2 separate regions of the Capsicum annuum genome follow, and region 2 is linked to region 1. The links are chromatin contacts, called in public Hi-C maps. All regions are on one chromosome and are shown on one strand. Each heading gives the region's core, a stretch centred on a gene start, on an enhancer-like site or on the middle of the called end of the contact. The rest is flanking DNA. Distances are from core to core; before and after follow the strand shown.

Region 1 (7,441 bases), core at 3,455-5,954:
ACTATACTGCCGCATGCATGTTGCTTTTTGAAGTTTTGATGAAAGCAACTTCCTGATCACCCTTATCCAGAAAAAACCCCTTTGGGAAGTTTTTAAGATTCTCTTATGATATTTGAATTAAGTTGAACCTTGTCGTGTTTTTGTGTTAGGAACAGGGTGATCAGAATATTTTTTTTGATAATGCTAACCTTGTGCTCATAAGAAGATTGCAGCCTCTCTGAAATCTGAAGTGTGATGGCAACTTTCACAAACTTTCTTGACTTTTAACATATATCATATTGTTATCAGGTAGTTAAATGTCACATGAACAAGTCATTCTGTTGTCTCAATTTATTTCAGTAGAGACTGAGGGGTCATTTGGTTGGTGGGATGGGATAGACGAGATCCATGGAATTATTTTATTCTACTATATGTGATAACTTATCCCACCATTTATATTAAAATAGTGGGAAAAAATAATCCTGAGACTAAATGATACCCATTATCAAATACAAGATAAAATAATCTCATGGGATATCCAAGGATTATTATCCTTGTTCCACCATCAAACGACCCCAAAAGCTTTACTCCCAGAGATAGTCAAAGCATTGAAACATGGAATCTTGAGTACTTACAACATTTAAAACAATCGATCCAAAATAAATTCGAACATGACATGGTTGTACTTTAAAAAAACAAAAGCACACTTTGTTCTGGGCATGAAGCATACTACTATTCAATCAATGTAGTTCCCCATTACTTCACAGAAAATGATAGATAGTATGTATCTGCGGCAGATATAGTAGCCTTAGTGCTATGGGTTCAATCAAATTTGGTATTTTTACATGGAATATATACAGTGAGCTCAGTGCTAAAAACTCTAAAAGATTGAAATCTATCAGATCTAAGATTCTGGATTTGCCTCTTATATGTATAGGCCTTTATATTTTGCACGTGAACTAAGCAGCTCCCTGTGATTTTTTAAGACTTCAAATACACACTGATCCCCATTTTTAATCTGGAAATTCAGTGACTTGGTGAAGCAACAATTTGATCAGATTCTGATGCTTCCTTTTTCTTGCTTCTTTCTTTCTCAAGTAAATACACCCTCTCTACTTCAGGCATTGCTACAACGAATGCATTCATTTTGGAGTTTAAGTCTTCTAATTTTTGCATCACTCTGTCATTTGTAAACATGCCATTAAGCACACTTTGGATTGTTGTCCAGCTTTCCATCAATGGCAAAGCAATAATCACTGCCGATCCTACTGTACCCCATGCAATACATATTACAGCCCAGAATGTGAAGTATCCCTTGCTAAATTGCCCTGCATTATCAAGTTAGCAACTTAGTTAATCATCAAGCACTCATATTGTGAAATACATTGAAGCTGAAGAAAGATTGAATCTTTTTGACTTACCCACAGGAAGTGTAAGAATAGGCCAGAGAATTACTATCACGATTGTGAAACCGATGCCCCATTTGATTATCCAGGATTTGGCTCTCTTGAGTTTTTCCTCTTTGAACTCTTCTGGTGGCAACTCACTCTTTTCTTTTTCAACTACAGTGATCTGTTTTGTGGTCTGCCAATCATAATTCTGAGGTCTTAAAATGCTGCAAACAGCATGAATAGCTCCACCAGTAAGTATGGAAACGAGGTTTCCTGCAAGCATTGGTGCATTTCTACCAGTTGTATCAAGATTTATCCTTCCATACTCGATCTTAGCGACCGATAACCAAGTGATAATACCTAACAAACAGCCACTAACTGTCCCTAGGATTGCACCAAAACCATTTGCTTTTCTCCATAAAAGCATGAAAGCTATTGGGAGAACAGCTGATCCTATGAAAACTCCCATTGCTAAATACATCCAACCTAGAGAGACCCCAGCCATGTTCAAAATTACTGCTAAAATGCCCATGAAACAGCCAAAGCCTAAGACAACTCCTCTTGAGACATTTAGGATTTGTCTTCCACTTGCATCCGGGTTGATGTAAGAACGATAGATGTCATACGTACATAATGAAGAGACTGCGATTAACTCAGACGAACCAGCTGATGTGACAGCCCTAATCAACACAGACGAAGTCATGCAATTGACAGTTAACAGAACATTTTCCATGAGTAATTCTTGATTAGGCACTTACATAAAGAGCATCGTGAGGAGAAGAATTGATCCCCCTTTTCCCATCAAAGCAATAGCTGTAGCCGGAGGAACAAGTCCGTGGCTAGCCTCACTTGCTGTTATTGGTAGATCAAGAGCTAGTGCTCCAAGACCTAACGATGTCGCCAAGGAGAATGGCACAGCAAACCAAACAAGACCACCCAACAAATAGCCCTTATGTGTTGATGATGGTCTTGCAGCAATTGCACTTACCCAATATCCCTGCAATGTCATACTTTTTTTATCAGGAAAGGATTGTTGCAGAAACTTATATAAGCTAGTTCTTGTATATATTCTATGAAAAACTTACATTGTCAACGAAGACTGTACCAAAATTGCCAACAATGTTGATGATACCAAAGACGAGACCACCTGAACTCAACATAGTAACATAAGACCCCTTGAAATTCCCAGTAACAGGACCACAAGATTGTCTAACATGGGAGATTGGCTCTAGACAACTTCTTGATTTGCTTGCTACTTCTAATAAACGTCTGTAAACGATGCTTGGGCTGCCAAGTTCACCGCTTGCAACGTATACTAGGAACACAAAGATGACTAAGACCACGTGTACTGAAATCAACAGCCGCAGATTGGTTTTAGATGAGCGCGTGAAAAAGAGTAAAGCCGATATAAAGAGTAAAAAGTAGATACCTATGACGGAATGTATATAGCTAGCCAAGAAAGTGGCTTTTAGCCCTCCTGCTAAGGTGTAAACTATAACACCAAGAGGGATAAGAAAACTAGCAGCATAAATGTTAACACCAGTGAGTGCATTGACAACAGAAGAGCCACCGAGAAGCAACATGGCTGTTACTATAATGTTTGTCAGGAAGCAAAACCCCAGAAAAACCAGATGAGCAGCAGTTCCCCACCTGAAAAGATGAGTAAATACTAGTCAACAGACTATACATATACAGCAGAGTCATGTTCATCTTTAGTATAGTTCACCACAAACCTTGCTTTTACGATTTCACACACTGTATGAGCATAAGGGGCTTTCCGTTTGATCTCTATTGCTATCACGCCAAAAAGGAGGACCTGTTGTAACAAATTTTTTTAGAAACAACCAAAAGAATTTATCTTTCTGAGGTCAAAATATCAAAGGATGATTGTCAACGTGCCTGAATAGTAGCTCCACTTGCATACCAAAAGGGTCCACTAATTCCATACTCCCAAGCTACATTAGAACTTTGCAAGATTGTAGCTGCCCAAGTCCACTGCAAAAGCGGTTAATATTAAGTTGATTATAACTTAGAGAAACACAAAAGTTTCAAATTCTTGGCTGGATTGGCATTAGGCAGCAACAAAACATGGTACCTGCGACACAATCACACTTGCAATAAGTCCTGTTTTGACATTTCTACCAGCTGTGTTGAACCATTCCGAAGTATGACGTGAACCAACATATCCTTTTTCCAGCCAAACCTTATAACATCACAACAAAATAAGTACACAAACAAAAGAAGAAATATACATAAATTCCATATTGTCAAAGAGAATCAAATAGGCCAAGTAATTCTTGTACATGTGCATTCTACAGAATCAAGAAAGACTAGCTACTAAATTTATAAAGCCAGTTCTTCTGAAAACTTATAAAAGAAGGAAAAGTGGAAAAGGTTGCTCCTAAGACCAAAATAACTGCCCCCCCCCACCAAAGATTTCCGGTAAAAGAGATACTCCCTCTGTTTCATTTTATGTATTTGAGTAAACATTAAGTTTAAGAAAGAAGGCATATTTTTGGAATATATCAAAAGTATCTTTATGCTCTAAACATGGTATAACAATTTGATGTCTATAAGAACATGTTATAAAGAGTAAAATGAAAAGTTAAATTTGAAGATTTCTATATATAATTAGTACTCCCTCAGTTCCCATTTATGTAACAGTGTTTGACTAATTCAGAGTTCAAGAATGTAAAAAAAGATTTTTGAAACTTGTAGTCTAAAACAAGCAATAGAGTTTATGTGGCTAAAAACTATAAAGCATCTCATTAATCGTAAAATGAAAAATTTATTGTTAAATTGCCAGTAAATATACAAGCTCCTCTTGGGACTGACTAAAACATGAAACAGAGTGAGTCAACAATAACATCAGCAACAGCATAACTAATGTAGTCCGGGTTAGAAAGACTTTTTTCGATTCAAAAGAAAGGTTAAACAAGAATTACCAGGAAGGAAGTGAAGACAGCTAAAAAAGCTCCAAAACCAAGAATGACAGAGTAGCCAATTTGCTGATTAAGAACAGGCTTTCCTCCAAAAAAGCTGCTTTGCCTCACACAACTATCTCCAGAAACACTTGCAGTATAATATTTTGATGAAAATTGGAAAGGTGGACACCTTGTAAGGAAGGAAGCCATTTAAGGATCTCCTAATTATAGTACATCTGAACAAAACAAACCATTTATAAGCAACAAACTTAGAATCTTTCTAGTACTAAAAATAAAATCATGATATGTCAACAAATAATAAGTTGATGCCAACAAAGTAAGTCATTTTCTAGTGATGTTATGAAGTAACAAAAGTCTATGGAAATTTTTTAAGTCAAAGATAAGATGAAGCTTTCAGTTCATTGGAAGTATTAGATGAATCTCCAAGTTGGCAGTCATAGATTCAAAGGGTCACTGTCACTCTCACTCTCATGGGCTTTGAGAATCTTTTGTCTTGGGGAATATTCAATAAACTGCTACTCATTCATTTTTACTTCGCACAAATTTTTTAATTTTATTTCTATAACTTCTTTTTTCTTATTTTTTTTATTTTATTCTAAATATTAATTATCTTTTTCTTCAAATTAATTTTAGTATACAATATAAACATCATATTATATGCTATGATAAAATAACTATATTATTAATTATTTTTCTTAGTGAATATGACAAGTACAAGTAAAATCAAATGGAGAGAGCAAATTAATATGAAAAATTACAGGAAGTGACAAACTTAAGATCATAATTATAATAAATAGCAACACTTTCTCAAAATTATATTTTATAGTAAAAATAGTATTTTTTTACCCATTAACTCTATACACGGGTGTTTCACTCTTTTTTCCTATTTTTCACTCTATTATTTTACCTCTCTCCAATTTAAGGAGCCTTTGAAATTCATAAGCAGCTTGTGAACCCCTGTAAATGTGTGCCTTGTCAATTGATATTTACCTTTCTTTTAAAGTAAAATTCTTTTTCAGTTTTAGCTCTAAAACATACCCTTTTTCTGAAAAAAAAAAAAATTAAAATCCCTTTTCGGTTTTAGATTCTAAAAATACACCTTTTTTTTATTTCTAGTAAAAATCTTTTTTATTTTTATTTTTATAGTTCTAAAACACAAAACCTCACTTTTTTCTTTCCTTAGGCTAAAAAAACTTGCATTGATTTTCTTCCAACTTCTTAGCAACTTTTCCGATTTTATAGCATATTAATTAGGAAAAATTCCATAAGTAGCAAATTTAACCTCATAATTAGGAGTTTCATATCAATTATTTCATAATTACCTGAAATAGCAACTTATATTTATATTTTATAAAAATATTGCTACTAAAATACATATACAGTAAAGATTTACTGTCTTACTTTTACTCAAATCAGTTGAGTTAAATAAGGAATAATTATCTCATGTATTTAAAATATTAAATATCTTTTAAAGCAATTCTTTTTCATAAATTACTTTTATTTAAATTATTAGATTCATTTTTCAAACCAAACTCAACTTCAAAAATTCAAAAAAAAAAAATAATCATTACTATTTTTTTTCTCTCTTTCACTTTCTTAAATCTTAACTCTTTTTTCTTGTAAATTTTTCTTCATCTTCTTTTTTTATAGTTTTATTTTTTTAATTTTGATTTCTTTTTTCTTTTCCACTTTTTCTTTACACTTTATTTTGTCTCTTCTATTTCTCTTTTTTTTCCTTTTTCGTTTTTTTTCTTTTTCGTTTTCTTATTTTTTCTTTTCTCATATTTTTTTCTCTTCTTTTTTTTTTTTTTTTTTTCTTTTTTTTTCTTTTATTTTTTTTCTTTTTTTTTTAACTTCTTTTTCTCTTTCTTCTTCTTTTTTTCTCTTTTATTTTTTGGGATTTTTCTTTTCCGTTTTTTGTCTTTTTCTATTTTTTTCTATCTCTATCTTTTATTTTTAAAAGACAAATATCTATATACATATACATATTCAAAAAAATATATAAAAATAAATAGACATACAAATCTGCATATGTATTTACAGTACAAAACATACATATATATTTGTATATGTATTTATACAAATACATATTTCATATGTATATATAAACATATAGGATACAAAATCTTTATAACAAAAAAGCCAACTATATACATATACATATAGGTAATCATATTTATTTAAAGTACAAAACATACATATATATCTGCATATGTATTTACAAAAATACATATCTAACTCATATATATATACGAGTTAAATATGTATTCCTATAAATACATATACAGATATATATGCATATATATACTCGTCACTGAACAAGACTACCTATTTGGTTATGAATTTTCATTGCGTATACATGTTATCTTAATATATTTTTTATATAATTATAAAATTTACGATAGCGAATAAGGGGTTCCTGAAAACCCCCATTCTCTACTGTAAATCAGCCTGACGTGTTATATTAGATCCTCATTATCTCAAAGTTACAAGCAATAAGAAGAAAAAACATGTTGCAGAATTGTGGCATGCAAGTCATGATAGACTAATACAACTTAGGATGTGTCCGACATGGAGTTTTCACTTTTCTAAGTTTCTATTGATCACCATTTCTTGGGAGCATTTTCTCACGAAAAAATAAATTCCTTAAAAATGATCTTCCTAGTGAAAGTAGGAAAACAAGTTCTGCACATGACATTTCACATTGGTTGTATTAATTACACTCCACACCATCCAACATACCTCATTTCACATTCACTCCTGTTAGTACCATCCGCGGCCACCACCGGAGACGAACTCAGAAATAGAAAGCAAAGGCGCCGCCTTTAATACATACAATTTCTTTCTTTAAATAACGTAGACATATTAACTACGGTTAAAACTTACACGCACTCAGTGTATACACCAAATTAATACATGCATGACAGTTGTTTGAATTTAGGGATCGTTTGGTTTGAAAATTGTTATCCCGGGATAACTAATACCGGGATTAGTTATCCCGGAATTACTCGGGATAACTTATCCCACCATGTATATGGGATAAGTTATCCCATCACTAAGAGGAAAATGATGGGATAAGTTATCCCGAGTTAGATTAATCCCTCCAACCAAACAAAGGAAAATATG
Region 2 (6,866 bases), core at 3,029-5,528, 140 kb after region 1:
GACATTAAAGCCTATAAGATTAAAAAATATTTTAATACACTCTATATACTTTTAGTTTAAAATCATAAATTTTAAAAAGATGCTTTCTTAATTAAACCTCTTCGGATTAAAATCAAGCAAACAAATTGAAAGTGGGCTAGCTTCTCCCATTTTTAAGAGTCTCTCTTGTAGAGAAATAATCAAAATGGTCCCTTATGTTTTTGATATGCTTAAAATAGCTCTTGAAATATATTTGTGAGTAGTTTTGATTCCTTTAGTTACTTTTTTTATTTTTATTTTTTATATTATATTTGACAAAAATAGCCAAAAAAAAAAAAGGGGATTTAACGGGACAATCCAAGATTTTTTCAGTTTCTGCTACTTTGGGTTTATTGTAGAGTTTGTAGTTATTTAAGAGTCAAATACAATTCTATTATTTCTGATGTTTAGTCTAATTTTCGTATTGCAGTTTCTAGGATTTAATGAGACTTTCTAATGTTTCTTAGTAAGATCTTTCTTTTTTCATTAGTACCCATCAAATCTAATAGACACAATTTGTTGAAATATCCAACGGAAACCAATTTTTTTTCCGTTTATAGAGAACTTAATAAAAGACCAAAACTACTCAGAGTCATATTTAAACGACTACTTTGAACTTACCCCAAACAAGAGGGACTACTTTTGTCATTTTCTCCTCTCTTATTATTTAAATTTATACATAGTTTTATGTTTTGCAATAATTTCAATTTTTTTGTTATACAGGATATACAGTGTCAAGGGCATGAGTTGAAGGAGTTTGCTGCTCCAATTGGATATCATTAAAGTTAAAACAATATCTCAAAAGTTTTATCTATACATAACTAATATAATCTCTATTGTTAAATTTTCCCATTAATTTGTTCTATATTTTTGTATTAAATTAATATTGAGCTGTTTTTTTTTCTTTGTACAAATATCAAGTATGATGCTAAAGAATGAAGTTGCTATATATTTACTTGCAATAAATATATTGAAGAATTTAAAATATTAAACTATTTGAATTTTGTCAGCTGATTTGTTTCATACTAAAAGCCAAATTTGAGGTGCCATTTCAAAATTTGTATCAAAATAATTAGCATAATAATTCTAGAAATAACTCAATAAAAGGTAGTCAATTCATCATGTTCAATTGATAATCGAGGAGATGCAGTGGAATGAATAAATTTTTTAGCTCTTGATCTGAATCTCTATCAAGTGTTATACAAAATGTTAAAACTATAATGAGTAAAGAATCCGAACTCATTTACTCTGAATTAGTCTTGTTAGTAAATTTTAAATATCAAACGATTATATAAAAAGAATATGATTAAATCCCTATGTGTGACAGATGAAAATTAAAATATAAGTTATGAATTATATTCTAAATATTTTTAATATAATAGTGTATAAAAATATACGTGAGTCACAGAATTTTAATAAATTAAAAATTCTGAATTTATAACTAAACATTGAATTCATTCGATCAAGACCTGTGTCTTATTCTTATACCATATCTTAAGTTTCTATTATTACTTAAAATTGCATCCAATTAAACTAATTATAAAAATTTCTTTTTACTCAAAATAGTTGTCTTTTTTCTGATACATCAAAAAAAATCCACTCACATCCTCTTATTGTGCGACAAATCAAGCCAAAAATCAGAAAATATATCCCACGATTTTCTCAATTCATCCATTTTGAATTTCCACCATATTCTCATCTTCATCTTCTATTTCAACATTCAAGTTACAACTTTCATTAACTTTCTTTTGAATTTCCACCATGTTCTCATCTATTACTCAATTAGATCTAACAACTTCATCTTTCCACCATTAACTTTCTTTTTTAATTTCCACCATTTCATTATGATATGAACGACATTGATTTTTGTGAAAATAGATTGAAATATCAAATCTTTCTGGACAAAGTGGCTATGATATTTAAGCAAAACTTTTGATTGTTTTTATTACAATTTCTATTAATTAATCTTCGTCCATCTGTCAGACTATATTATGCATCAAAAATTTTTTTACTCTTCAGCAATGTGTCATATAAGCTAATTGTAATTTTATATCTTAATGTAAATTATATGATGTATCAGTTATTTTCAAAAATAAGTCAAGTATAATGCAAACTTAATTATAGTGATGTATCTCAACCAAAATAATTTAATGTACCAGAAACTTAAATTAACAATACAATAGTAAATATAATACTATTGTATTTGCATATAAAGTAATGTATCATAAGATATTTAGTTTTTAATCCAATGTATCAGATAATTTTTACACATATAAAGTATTAAGCAAAAAATATAATAATGTATTAGTAACCACAAATAAATGTAATGTGTCATGAATTGTAGTGTATCATGAACTCAATGTTATTAAATGAGATATTTGTTACTCATAATACAATATATCATAAGTTTACATAATAGGAAAACTTATGATATTTGTTATCCTAAGTTATTAAATGACGTATATTAGATAATTTAAATAATAATTTTTTTAATTAAGCGTATTAATTGTTCAACTGTAGGTTTAATTATAATTTTTTTCATTTTTAATCATAATTAAAAATTTATTAATGTATCATGACGTTAACTAATGTATCATATTTGAGATTTTATGTAATTATTATAAAAGTAGAAAAAGTAATTAGGTAGTAAAGTATTGTGATTTATGTTGTTTACTTTTTATTCTTTACGTAAAATTAAGAAAAATAATTGAAAAACTCTTGGTGACATATGTAATGACGTGGGAGAATTATAGTCGTTTGTGGCTGCTTGCTACTCTGTCTTATTATTGGCAACAAAACAACTAGTCCCCAATTCCATATTTATCGGGTACATTTCAGTTAATATGGTGATTAAAATATTATAAATAAGAAATCAATTTTATGAGTTCATTTCTTAAAAGACTTTTTAGGAATTTTACAAATAAGCTTTCAAAAAGAATTACTTTTACGAGAGTAATATGAAAAAAAAATAATTAAATTTGTGTTTAATGATTATTATGTGATAAAAAGTTTACGAATTTAAATCATAAAAATATTTTAATAAAAATATAAAATAAAATTACATGTAATAGATTCTTATAATTTTTTTTTTCTGAATTGTAAATAATTTTAGTGGGTGGAATATTTTTTTTCTTTTTTTTAGTTGTGCTTAATAAAGAAACTAACTAATTAATAATAATAGTGCTTACAATAAAGGCAAATGCATGATTCAACGACTTTGGACACACTCAGCTTGGTCCACACACACGAAACCTCCTATTACTTGTTCCCCAAGACCCGCTTTCTTCCAAACAAAAAGGGAAATAAAATACGAAACTGCAAAATTCCGATAATTCCAGAAATGCCCTTGGAATTTGTATACTTGATTTGACCATATACTATGCTTTTGATGAATTTTCATCACCAATTACATTTTATTATTTCATAGTTGACAGTTGACACTATAATAACTTCAGTAAGGTGGTAAGGTGCATGACGTTTAGTCGAAATCAGTTGTGAAATCAAAATTAATAAAGTTTAAAATAATTTAATTTTTCATCAAATAAATCTCCTCAATTTTTTCTAGCTCTATCCTCAAAACAACTATAGTTATACAAAGTCAAATTGAACTATGAATTATGACACCTATTAAGTATGACAAGTAATCTCATCAAGATAAATTCACCCCAATAGATTCTTCCTTTTTCACATGAACATTTTTATTTAGTACTCTTTTATACATAAAGTAAATATCAGTGCACGAAACAAAAATAAAATAAAATATCAATGCATGCTAATCTAACATACACGTGTAATTGATAAGAAACACGCAACGAAGAAATTATCGTTAATTCAGTATGCAAAAAATTTTATGGAATTAGTTGACTGTCTAGTCATATTCAAATACTTCTTCCGTCTCATTTTATGTGTCGCTATTTGATCGGGCATGAAATTTAAGAAATAAGTAAAGACTTGATTTTTTTTATCAAATTATCCTTTATTAAAATAATATACTATTAGTATTTTTAATTAAGTGAATCTTTATAAGTGGGATCAATAAGAATAAAAGTATAATTATGTCTTTAAATAGCTACCAAATAAAAACAGACGATATTTTTTTGGGACGAATAAAAAAAAATGATGACATATAAAATAAAATGGAGGGAGTACAAGATTTTCAAGTCAAAACAGTGGCATTTTAGTCATTCCACTTTCCTCTAGAATTTACCAACCGCTCGTCTTTTAAATATCTGAAATGCCAATAATTATCAGCCATAAATAAATAAATACTATATTTTGGTAACCGCCGGTCCCACACAGTCTTCACGCGAAGCTTATTCGAACCAACCATAAAATAAAAAAATAAAACGAAATTAATTAATCTCGCCTTATATATAGGAACTCCACATAAATTACAAAATATAGCAAAATAAACTTTTGCCTTCTTCCCCAAGTTTCTTTCCAATATTCCTGTAAATAATTTCTTTCATATATTTTGATCGGAGCAAGTTATCGAGTATGATGACCCGTGGAGCAACAAGGATGACCCGACTAATGATGGGTCATATGGGTCCACGTTACTTTTCAACTGCACTTCTGCGAAGTGATGCCGGAGCCGGAGTTTCCGGTGTCGTCGGTGCCGGAATGTTGCATCGGTTTCCGGCGAGTCCGTCGGAGAAATCGGTGGTGAATTGGGCTAGGAATTATTCGGTGATGGGTTCACGTAGTGCTAGTACTGTGGCTTTGAATGATGATAAGCAGCCAGAGAAGGACCAGAAAGCGGAGAACGGCGGCGGTTCTGCGGCGGCGGCGTCAGGCGGTGGTGTTGAGAAATCTGTAGTGAGTTATTGGGGTGTTCCGCAGACAAAGGCTACTAAACCTGATGGTACTGAATGGAAATGGAATTGCTTTAGGGTAAGTTTAATCTGCTTTTCACATATTTTTTTATTTACAATTTGGATTTCGAACAGTTCAACTTTAATTGTGAACTCAAACATGAAATCAATTTTTTGTAACAAAATATATATATTTGAAAATTATATAAAAAAATATAAGTCACGATTCAAAATACTTAGAAGGTTATATGAAAAATTTAATTGTTTGAATCTCAAACTTTTAAAGTGTCACGTAAATTGGTATGAAGGATTATTATTAATATTTTGGAGAACATATTTGTTGGGATTAATGGTGGATTTTTTTGTGATGTAGCCATGGGAGACTTACCAAGCTGATACGTCAATAGATCTGACGAAACACCACGCGCCAGTTACGTTCTTGGACAAATTTGCTTATTGGACTGTTAAGTTCCTTCGATACCCCACTGATATATTTTTTCAGGTATGTTATAGAAAGTCTTTAATACCAAATCCCAGAATATTGGAAGGTTTTATTATCGTCATAATAACGTGGAATCAACCACTAATACTTGCATTAGGTTAGGTACGTCACACCTCTTGGTGCGGCCCTTCTCAGACTCAACTAACGGACCTTTATTATACACAATTAGTTACAGTTAAAATAATTCACACAGAAAAAAGTTCGAAAAAGTGTTATTTAAGAATAATTATTTGACCCTCATTCGCTAATGGTGATAGTTGTCATTCTTTTTAGCGTTCAGTAAAAATACTAATAGTAGTTGCTGATGTTGTTAGGATAAGTACATAGGAAGAAACAAACAAATGAAAGGAATGAAAAGCTTGTAAAAACCTCTTTTGTTTCCTACTTCATGATGAATCCAATTGAAAATTTCAAATGGAAAAGGAAATATAAGAACCCAGAGTTGATTTAATTTTTTTCGTGTGTTGTTAATGTGGTTCAGAGGAGATATGGTTGCAGAGCAATGATGTTAGAAACAGTGGCAGCAGTGCCAGGAATGGTGGGAGGTATGTTGTTGCACTGCAAGTCATTGAGGCGATTCGAACAGAGTGGTGGATGGATTAAAGCTCTACTAGAAGAAGCTGAAAATGAGAGGATGCATCTCATGACTTTCATGGAAGTTGCTAAGCCAAAGTGGTACGAGCGAGCTCTGGTCTTTGCAGTGCAAGGTGTCTTCTTCAACGCTTACTTTGTTACTTATATTCTTTCTCCCAAATTGGCTCATCGTATCGTGGGGTATCTGGAAGAAGAAGCTATCCATTCCTACACCGAGTTCCTCAAGGAATTGGACAATGGCAACATTGAGAACGTCCCTGCTCCTGCTATTGCCATTGATTACTGGCGCCTGCCTAAGGACTCCACTCTCCGCGATGTTGTCTTGGTTGTTAGGGCTGATGAGGCTCATCACCGTGATGTCAACCACTTTGCATCTGTAAGTATTCATGTGTCTGATGATCTCAACTTTCTTGAAATGATTGACGTTTGTCCAAAGAGTTGGTTAACTAATTTATGTGGGTTTGATTGCAGGACATTCATTACCAGGGACAACAGCTGAAGGACTCACCGGCACCACTTGGGTATCACTAAGCCACTAATAAAACAGAGAGATCAGAGATATCAAGCTAAAAGTCACTGTTATGTTCTTTTTTGGACTGGTAATAGACCTATGTAGTAGGTACTACTAATCTTGAGTGTTGATGTACATATTTTTGTGTGGATTTGGTTGGTTCTTTGCTGCCTCATGAATCTCTTGAGATTTGAGGTAGAGTACGATGAGCTCTGTATGATTGGAGGATATTAGACATTCTTGATGAAAATATATCATGGTTTGTTTACTTTGCCATTCTTTTGGGGCACAAAGTTTCTTAGTTAAGTATGAATCACGAGGTTAAAATTAGGACGCAATGATAAATAAAGATAATTGGCGTTGTGGGTGTTTGCACTAATTCATTAATTGGGCGTATGGCGTGTTTGCACTAATACATTAATTGGGT

The links. A called contact is a pair of places that touch in the nucleus more often than the background predicts.
Region 2: a contact with region 1 is called in a Hi-C map of pericarp, with 4 times the contacts expected there. The contact joins the promoter of LOC107870439 here to the promoter of LOC107870432 in region 1. A contact is called at or near these places in 4 of 5 Hi-C or Micro-C datasets (leaf, pericarp and placenta).

Annotation. Positions count from the first base shown.
Region 1 is chr1:24,103,039-24,110,479 of UCD10Xv1.1, forward strand. LOC107870432 (urea-proton symporter DUR3) reads right to left here and starts at 4,705. Exons shown (of 9, transcript XM_016716966.2): 1 at 4,316-4,705; 2 at 3,466-3,573; 3 at 3,270-3,365; 4 at 3,104-3,186; 5 at 2,800-3,020; 6 at 2,456-2,718; 7 at 2,129-2,367; 8 at 1,401-2,050; 9 at 588-1,307. The coding sequence starts at 4,504. The coding sequence ends at 1,006.
Region 2 is chr1:24,245,033-24,251,898 of UCD10Xv1.1, forward strand. It overlaps LOC107870439 (ubiquinol oxidase 2, mitochondrial), which reads left to right and starts at 4,279. Exons shown (of 4, transcript XM_016716977.2): 1 at 4,279-4,911; 2 at 5,206-5,334; 3 at 5,816-6,304; 4 at 6,400-6,715. The coding sequence starts at 4,516. The coding sequence ends at 6,459. LOC107853552 (ubiquinol oxidase 2, mitochondrial) reads left to right here. Exons shown (of 4, transcript XM_016698547.2): 4 at 742-1,013. The coding sequence ends at 801.